2 separate regions of the Gossypium hirsutum genome follow, and region 2 is linked to region 1. Evidence: chromatin contacts called from public Hi-C data. All regions are on one chromosome and are shown on one strand. Each heading gives the region's core, a stretch centred on a gene start, on an enhancer-like site or on the middle of the called end of the contact. The rest is flanking DNA. Distances are from core to core; before and after follow the strand shown. Region 1 has its middle 34 kb from the start of LOC107926978. Region 2 has its middle 3.9 kb from the start of TRNAG-UCC.

The links. Hi-C and Micro-C count contacts between places; a contact is called where the count stands out from the background.
Region 2: a Hi-C map of hypocotyl shows a contact between it and region 1, with 8 times the contacts expected there. The contact joins two enhancer-like sites. A contact is called at or near these places in 4 of 34 Hi-C or Micro-C datasets (callus, fibers, hypocotyl and 1 more).

Annotation. Positions count from the first base shown.
Region 1 is chrA08:117,360,015-117,364,459 of Gossypium_hirsutum_v2.1, forward strand. No RefSeq gene overlaps it. Among protein-coding and RNA genes, the nearest start is that of LOC107926978, 34 kb to the left of the region's middle. Within about 2 kb of position 2,242, at least 3 of the 9 cell types and tissues checked have an H3K27ac peak or open chromatin away from gene starts, as enhancers often do. A contact at or near this core is called in hypocotyl, where this site is marked.
Region 2 is chrA08:117,420,582-117,425,026 of Gossypium_hirsutum_v2.1, forward strand. No RefSeq gene overlaps it. Among protein-coding and RNA genes, the nearest start is that of TRNAG-UCC, 3.9 kb to the right of the region's middle. Within about 2 kb of position 2,195, at least 4 of the 9 cell types and tissues checked have an H3K27ac peak or open chromatin away from gene starts, as enhancers often do. A contact at or near this core is called in hypocotyl, where this site is marked.

The DNA of each region.
Region 1 (4,445 bases), core at 992-3,491:
CATAAGACACCACCTGAAGCATCTATGCCAAATTCTACCTTAATAAAACCATCAGAGTTTAACTGAACCCAATTATTTGGCCAAGGGATTGCTCTTCTAACTTGTTGTCACTTTATCGAACCTTTCTTGTGATAAAAACCATACTATTTTGCCCAACTATACTATATTTTGATGATCTCTCAAACGGTCCATTGTATCTCATGAAAGATAAAGAGGTTCTTGTTTTTCCAGATATGCCACACAATTAGGCTGAAATGACTATTCCACTCCACTTCACTCATTACGATTCTATGATGGTTCTACAAATTGACATTAAGCCATTCCTTCAGACTTCTAGAAAAAAACCAACTCCTCTTATCCGTCGGAATTACCTAATTCCAAACTTCCTTTGCCCCAAGTCAATCTATAATGGCACGAATAATGTCTTTTGAGTCATGCTTACAAATTGCAAATAAACTATCTATCCCGATCACACGCTTTACTTGTTCCATGTTTGTGAGAAGCCATTGTTTAAAAACAAGCCAAATGAACAACCTAACTCTTTGCGACCCTTTGTACTTCCACAGGATACTCCAAGAAACATCATTTGGGTCCCATGATTGCTCATTTACTTTTCTGTAAACACTTTTAACATAGAAAGGATCCTGTTGAAGAACCCATCCATACAATTTTATCAAGTCCTGCTAGGGGCTACAGAGGAAGTATACTAATAATACGATTAATAGTCATCTGCGTTTCCCAGATTCTTAAGAGTGAACTCCAAATCAAGGTTATCATGGGAAGGGATCTTATTGACCAAAGGTCCAACATCCAAAGTCTAATTATCACCCCAACATTTAATCTTATTTCCATCTCCTACAGACCAAAAATATTTTCATGTAGTAAGGTTAGATTTTAAAAAGAGCCCTCCAAATAAACGAATACCTACCTCTATCAATAGAATTTGGAACATCTTCTTTTAACCCATATTTAGTCCTTAGAAATTAGATCCATAGAGCAAAAGAATTGGTTGCCAAATTAAAAGCCAATTTGAGGAAAAAAAAGGTATTATGAGCCCTTATTTGCTTTAACCCAAGAGCACCACAAGATCGGGGTTGACAAATTAATTTCCAACTCACCAAAGCCAACTTCTTCCCCTCAACCGAGTTCCTCCAAATAAATTTCCTTACCATGTATTCAATTTCTGCACAAATCCCTTGCGGAATCATCCTAGATTACATAAAGTATTTAGGGATCGAAAGCAAGATTGATTGAGCAAGTGTAAATTTTCTGGCCATCAATAATTGTTTAACGTTCCAATGTTGCAACTTGGCTTGGACCTTATCAACCACAAACTTCAAAGAATTGTTTGTTACCCTTTCATGGAAAAGTGGCACACCCAAGTAAGTTCCAAGATTTGTCACTCTTTGAAATCCAAGGACGTTGCTAATAGAATCTCTTAGCTTCTCTACCCCACTTGAAAAGAAAAAAATTGTCTTCTTTGTATTGATTTATGCCTAGAAGAAGTACAAAATTACTCCAAGATACTTTTGATTCTCCTAGCCTATTCAACATCTGCCTGTCCAAAAATAACCAAGCCATTTATAAAAAATAAATGAGATAGGCCTGGACTTAACCTAGATAATTTGATAGGGCGTCAAATTCAAGAATTAATTGTTGAACGGATACTATGCCAAGCCATTCCATACAAAGAACAAACAATTATAGTGATAAAGGGCACCCTTGATGGATGCCTCGTATCAGACTAAATTTTTGTGTTGGGATCCCATTCCACAAAACTTGCATAAACGAACTCGTAATAGCAAACGTAGTAACCTTACATAAAATTTTAAGAATACTTGTTGCCTTCAACAAGACTTCAATAAACTCCTAACTAATTCTATCATAAGCCTTCTTGAGTTTAATTTTTATAGCTATCCATTTCCTGTTCTTTTGTTTACTCCTCATAGAATGGATCACTTCTTAGGTAATAATAACATTATTAGTAATGTTTCTTCTGACAATGAACCTCGCCTACTCTGGAGCAATAATTTTTGGAAAAATAACTCTAAATCGATTCGTTATAATCTTCATAACCAATTTATAGAGGATGGTGCACAAGCTAATTGGACGGAAATAGACAAGACTCTCCGGATTAGAAGTCTTGGGTATAAGGACCAACAAAGAGCAATCCAACTCTGGATCAATATTATGGCCCGCAAAAACCTTCTGGACCCACTCACATACCACATCACTAACCATATCCCACTGACTCTGAAAAAAAGGCATGAAAGCCACCACCACTTGGTGCCTTCAGCGGGACCATATAAAAAAGAGCAGAATTAATTTCGTCCACCTTGACCTCCTTATTAAGGAAAATAACATCCTTATGGTCAAGTCTTAGAAACATATAGGCTTGTAAGTCCCTAATTTTATCAAGTTTCTCCCTATACAATCTCTGAAAGAATCTTATCGGCTCCTATTGTAAATCAGCTTTAAAAATCCATTCCCCAGGGATACGATTAGATTTTCTTATCTGTAGTGTGCTCTCATAGAATAACCTGATATTACGACCTCCCAAAGACAACCAATCACATCTAGATTTCTGTTCCCACAGTAATTCTTCATGGTGGAGAACCTTTTCTAACTCTTTTTGCACCTTTATTTCCCTTTGAGCCAAATTATCACCACCTAAAATCTGTGCACTAATATGACCATAAACAAACTTGTTCAAAGATTTAACATTAGCAGTGAAATGATCCAGGGACTCGGCCATCTTTTAAAAACTCAACGAAATTCGAATGTTTAACCCAACTTGCCAAAAATCTAAAGGGACGTCGTCTAGCAAAGACAACATTCTAGGTAATAATAAGGAAGAGAGGCTTATGATCTGATTTCAGCCTCGGAAGATGAGTTATTATACTATTAGGATAGAACCTTACACACGCATCATTACTAATAGCCCTATCAAGGCATTTAAAGACCTCTCATTTATGCCAAGTAAAAGAAAGGCTTTTGAAACCCAAATTTTGAAGCTCAACACACTCCATAAAACTCCCAAATAATGGGCATCATTTTTCACTCGTTTGACTCCTTTTTTTATCACTAGAAGAAAGCAAGGCGTTGAAATCCCCAATAACAAGCCAATGGATTATTCTAGATTGGATAGAAGATTTTAACCCTTATTAAAGATTCTTTCGTTTCTGCCTATCTAGGCTACCGTAAATGAAAGCAACATAAATAGGAGAAGTATACAACTTATCTAGTACCCGAATAAGGATAAACCAGGGATGATTATATATCACCTCCATATGGATCGACTCTTTCCAACCGACCCAAATAAACCATCAACCTCGACCTAGTGAGAATACTGAAAACCCATCTTAGCAATAACTCTACCAGCTTTAACACCACTAATTCTTGTTTCAAGCAAACTCGCAATGTCCAACTTAAATTCTGTGTTATACATCCCTCATAATGTATAGATGTTACGGGAAACCCGTCAGTCTAATCCAAGTCAATACTAAACTCAAAAAAGCTTGGACCAGATTAAAATCCACTGTCCATGGTTGAACATCCAAATATTGACTGAATACGATCCATGACCCCTGGGTCAAAACTCTATCAAAATCTTCACTGCACTGGAACTTCACCAAAAATTAACCATTTTTAATGTCCATAAGATGAAATGGTTTAGATGGTTTCCACAATATACTAATCTTGTTGTATAAGACAACATATCCAATATTTCGTCCCAACTGTTTGATTACCAAAGTCAACTCCATTTTCTTAACCAGAATTTGTTCGATACAATCCAAAAAATTAATCAACGGTATCTCATCGACAATAAATTTCATAATGTCTCCCTTTAGAAAATCTAGATCTTCTTTATCTTCTAAAACCACCATGCTAGACTCTTCCCCTGAGCATCCAGGACCTATCTCCAATACCTTGTTCCTCCACGACATATTCAAATTCAGAACCTGATTCATTGTCATATTGGAGACCTCATTACCACAATTGTCCTTGAAATAGAGACATCATCATTGCCATTGTCCTTCAAACAGACTTTATTGGTGTGACGATCTTCAGAAGGAAGACCTACGGCATCGCCCATGATCCTTTTAACAACCTTGTTTTTAAGTGTTAATATTTAATACATAAAAGGTATGTAATTATATGTGCTATCAATGAACCAGATTACGCCACATCATTAGAAATAAAGTTAAGTAAGGATTAATATTCACTTAATTACTTTTTTTTCATCAATTAATATTCAAAATAATGATTATCACCAATAAATTATGCAGGACTCATTTATTAAATATGAAAATCAACTTATGAACGATGATTAAACATACATTGAATATTAATGGATAAAAAATAGAATAAAGCGAAACCCAGTTAAGTAAATAGTTCTATTATAATCTAATTCACTAATAATGCATACAATTATATATGACTGG
Region 2 (4,445 bases), core at 945-3,444, 61 kb after region 1:
GAATATTGCCTTTACTTGCTAAAATCTTATTTCGAGGTAACAAAATGCCATACCCGGTAAGTTAGGGCACAACACCTCGTATCTCCGAGAATAAGCATTTTTTAAAACTCATGTCGCGATTTAAAAGAGTATTTCGTTATTTAGGTTAAAGGAGAAAAATCGAAACCCAATAAGTTAGGGCACGATTGTCTCGAATTACCAAATATGGAATATTACTTTTATGAAAGAATTATTATTGGGTTGGATATAATGATAATAATAATAATATTAAAGTAAAGTAAATAATAATACTATATATAAATATATATATGTATATAATAGAAATACACACTACTATATAATAATAATAATAATAAATATAGAAATACAAAAAGCAAATATAATAAAAATATTAAATTAAAGTAATAAAAAACAATACTATATTTAAATATATATACATAAAAATATACACTAATATATAATAATAATAGTAATAGCAAAAATAATGAAAATATGAGTAATATTAATAATATATTAGAATACAAAAGTAAAGTAATAACAATAGGGGTGATAATAATAATAATAATAATACAAACAATAATACATATATATATAATAATAGTAGTCAGAAATAAAAAATAATAGAAGTAACAATAATGATAGTAATAATATAAATAAATATGGAAAGGGTATATATAATATAATAATAATATATACATGAGAAATAATAATAATAATAATATAAATAATAGTAAAAATAATAAAATAAAAAAAATAAAACAAAGCTCTCAACTCTCTCCCTCTTTCCCCATTTCGGCCATGGTCCGGTCAGTACCCAGGCGCCGGATCGGCGCCGTCCGCCGTCTTTGCCACCTTGAATTTAAAAAATGTATTATTTTTTGTTTTCTTTTTTATTTTTATATCTAAATATATGTATACTATTTTTTAAAGAAAAGAAAAAAAGAAAAATGTTTATATGTACAAAAAAAAGTGAAAATAAAGAAAAAAGAAATAAAAACCTTAACGCGTTTGAATCTTTTCTTCTTCAATACTCGCTTTTTTTATTTCAGATTTGCTTGCAAACATTTTGCTTTTACATTCTTCTCTTTTTTTTTATCAAAAAAACTTTTCAAAAATACAATTCTTTACTCCTCTCTTTTTTTTTTTTTTACAATGGACTTTTGGTTTTGCTTTTATAGCTATCTTACATACATTTCTTATCATTCTATGTCTCTTCTCCATTTGATGGTGTAGGTGCAAGTGGGAGACAAGGTGGTGGAGTAAGTGCAAGTAGGAGGCAAGGTGGTGGAGTAGGTGCAAGTAGGAGGCAAGGTGGCTAGGGTTTTGTATTTTTTTTTTTAAAGTTTAGGTTGTATTGGGCTAGGGTTTTTATTATTTGGACTTAGTTTTGGGTCTGATTTTGTAATTGGGTTTGTGAATTGGGTAGGATTTAGGTTTGATTTTAATTTGTTGGGCCTGGCAAATTTGGGTCTTTGCAAAAATAATAAAAAAATTAATGCTATTCGGGCAAGGCTCGAGCCCAAAAAATGAGCCTAAATTTTTAGTTGAGCTCAGCCCCAACCCAACCCGACCCATAAGCACCTCTAGTGTCAACCATCAATGTTCCAACACCCAAAAATTTAATTCTAATACAAGGGTGTCGGTCATCAGTGTCCCAACACTAAAAAATATTTTTTAAAAATTTTGGTATAAGAGTGCTAACCATCAATGTGCTAGCACCCTATTTTTTTTTTCAAATACTAGTTTAAATGTATACCAATATGATATAGAGCGAAAAAATACAAGGGTGCTGATCATCTAGCCTCCAATACTTAAAAATTTATTTTTTAACACCTAACACAATCATTAGACAATAATTATTTTAAAAAAAAGGCCATTTAGTCCCCTACCTAATTTGCTATTTATTTTAAATTATTTAGGTAATTATTTTTGAATTAAAATTATTTAGGGGAATAATTATTGTATTTGGGTTATTTAGGTAAAATATCGGGGTTTTCCCTTTAAAAAACATTTAGATAATAATAATGTTGCTTATGGTTGCAAAGACGAAATTGTGGAAATTGGGGAAGAAATAAATATAAATGGGTGAGTGGAAATAATAAATAAGGAAAAGTGTTGTGCCGGTAAGGTGTCTAGTGCACTGACCTATACAGGTAGACTCCTAGGGGATGGATTTGAGTGAGTCATTGAAAAAAGCGGACAAGATAGCGACACGTTCCGGAAAACACTAGAAATAATAATAAAAAATTTGGTAGACATGCGATGGATAATGATGTGGGAAAATTTTAGAAAGGTCGTATTTTTTGAGACTACCACGTTGCCTTTTTCATTGCTAAACTTTCCCACTTTTTTATTGCCACTCTTCTTTCATAATTGTAGGACAAAAGGTACCATTTGTTGTGTTTTTTACATGTGCCATTTTCAAATTTAGATATTAGTGTTTTTTCTTTAAACATTAAAACTTCTCGTTTCAATCAAAATCCATCATGTATTTAATCAAAATCTTAAATTAACAGATTTTGATAAATTAGATTAAATTTTTCAAATAAAAAATATAATGATAAATTTTCAAATTTTATCTATATTTTATCCTTTAATATTATTATAATAATATTAATTTTAATTATAATAACAATCATTTAAAACACGAATGAAATGTAATTAAATTAATTAATATCAAATTTTATTATAAGCTCAAAATATTTAAAACGTGGACAATAATGAACCTTAAATACAATTAAAAATAATACAATAAGAGTAAAACATTACACTTTCATTGGCGTCTGCAATCCATTAATATTTGAATTACTTAGTTAAGGAAGATTAAATAAAATGTTTAAAAGGGGAAAATGTAATATCAAGTGGTTACAATTGCATTTGTAATTTCTTTAACTTTGATAATTTGCCTTTTTTGGAATTTACAATATTTAAAAAACAAAATGGGTTAATTCATCTTTCTTCATCATTGCGGACTGGATTAATTTGGATCAAGTAAATCGAATTCTTTTGTAGATGGAGAAATTTTGGATCAATCTGATTTCATTATTGTTTATCTTAATCAGATTTAATTTAATTAAGAAAATTAAATCATTTTAGAATTATTTTTATAAATAAATCATATTCTTTAAAGATTATTTTATTTCTAATAAATTAAATTAATATAATTATAGATTACTCAAATGAAAAAGCTAAATTCGATAAGAAATCTCTTTTATTTCACTACTACTAGTACAAAAAAGAGTCACCTCAAAGCCGTTTTATACATTCACAAGTTCTTTGAAGAAAATGAAGAACTTGAAAAGATTTTGACGAATACCATCTTAATTTTGAAGGGAAGTCTCTTTTCAATATAGTTCAACCGATGAGAGGAAGTCAAAAGTTGTTTTTGAAGAAACTCACCTTTCAATTTACTTCAACTGAATAAATGAGATCAAAATCCATTTTAAGAGCAAGTCACCACGATACTTATTTAACCATCGAAAATCAAGTCTTGGATCTATACACTCTCTAAATTTGTTTTCATGATCAACTCTCAATGACCCTTGAAGTGGGCATCATTAATTCAATATCAAGACTCAACAACTTTTGAATTCAAATTAAATCAAAATTAAATTCTCAAAGAAACATATCGCCAAACTCAACTTCAAAATCAAATCTTGACATCCTTAAAGTAAACTACGTCCTTATAAGATCAAGCAAATTATAAATAAAATTTGACATAAATTTTCTTTATATTAGCTAAATCAAAGAGAAAAATCAAATAAATTTTCTTTATATTAAATAAATTTCACATATCATACCTTTTTTAAAATTATAAATAAAATTTGACTGCAAATTTTCAAATCAAGTTACAATTGTGTATGCACTTCTAAATTGAGGAAATTGGATTGAATGACTTGAAAACCTATCTAATAAATATATATATATATGAAGTATACTACACGTAATGCCATTTTAGGCTATTTTGGTGGAGATTATGATCTAATTATTGTGTGCTACCAAGTCCAAAAATGCTTTTATACTTGAGATTTGTATAGGTTAATTGAAGAGTTTAACATAGAATTTATGCTTTGGGAATTATTTTTTAGAACGACTTGCGTAAGTAGAACAAGTCAGTTACTTGATTTTACAAGTTAAGTTGTAAGAGAAAAAATTATCTTAGATGCAAAGTGAAATTGTTACACTGATTAGTAGTAAGACTTAAATAATTGTTTGGACGAGTCTTTCTGGACTACACCCCGTAGGCATAGTTCAAAACCAAATTGCATAATGGGCTATGTTCTCCTGCTGCTACACCTAGCAGTTATAATTGCTAAATTTGTTCTTGCAAAAAATCGTCTGCTTTTATCATATAAGACAAGAAAAGCTAAGCATCTTTTGTTTGTTTTTCTTTTTGTTCGCACCTTTTGGAGATGTAGCCCTTTCTTTGCGCTCCATCTGCTTAC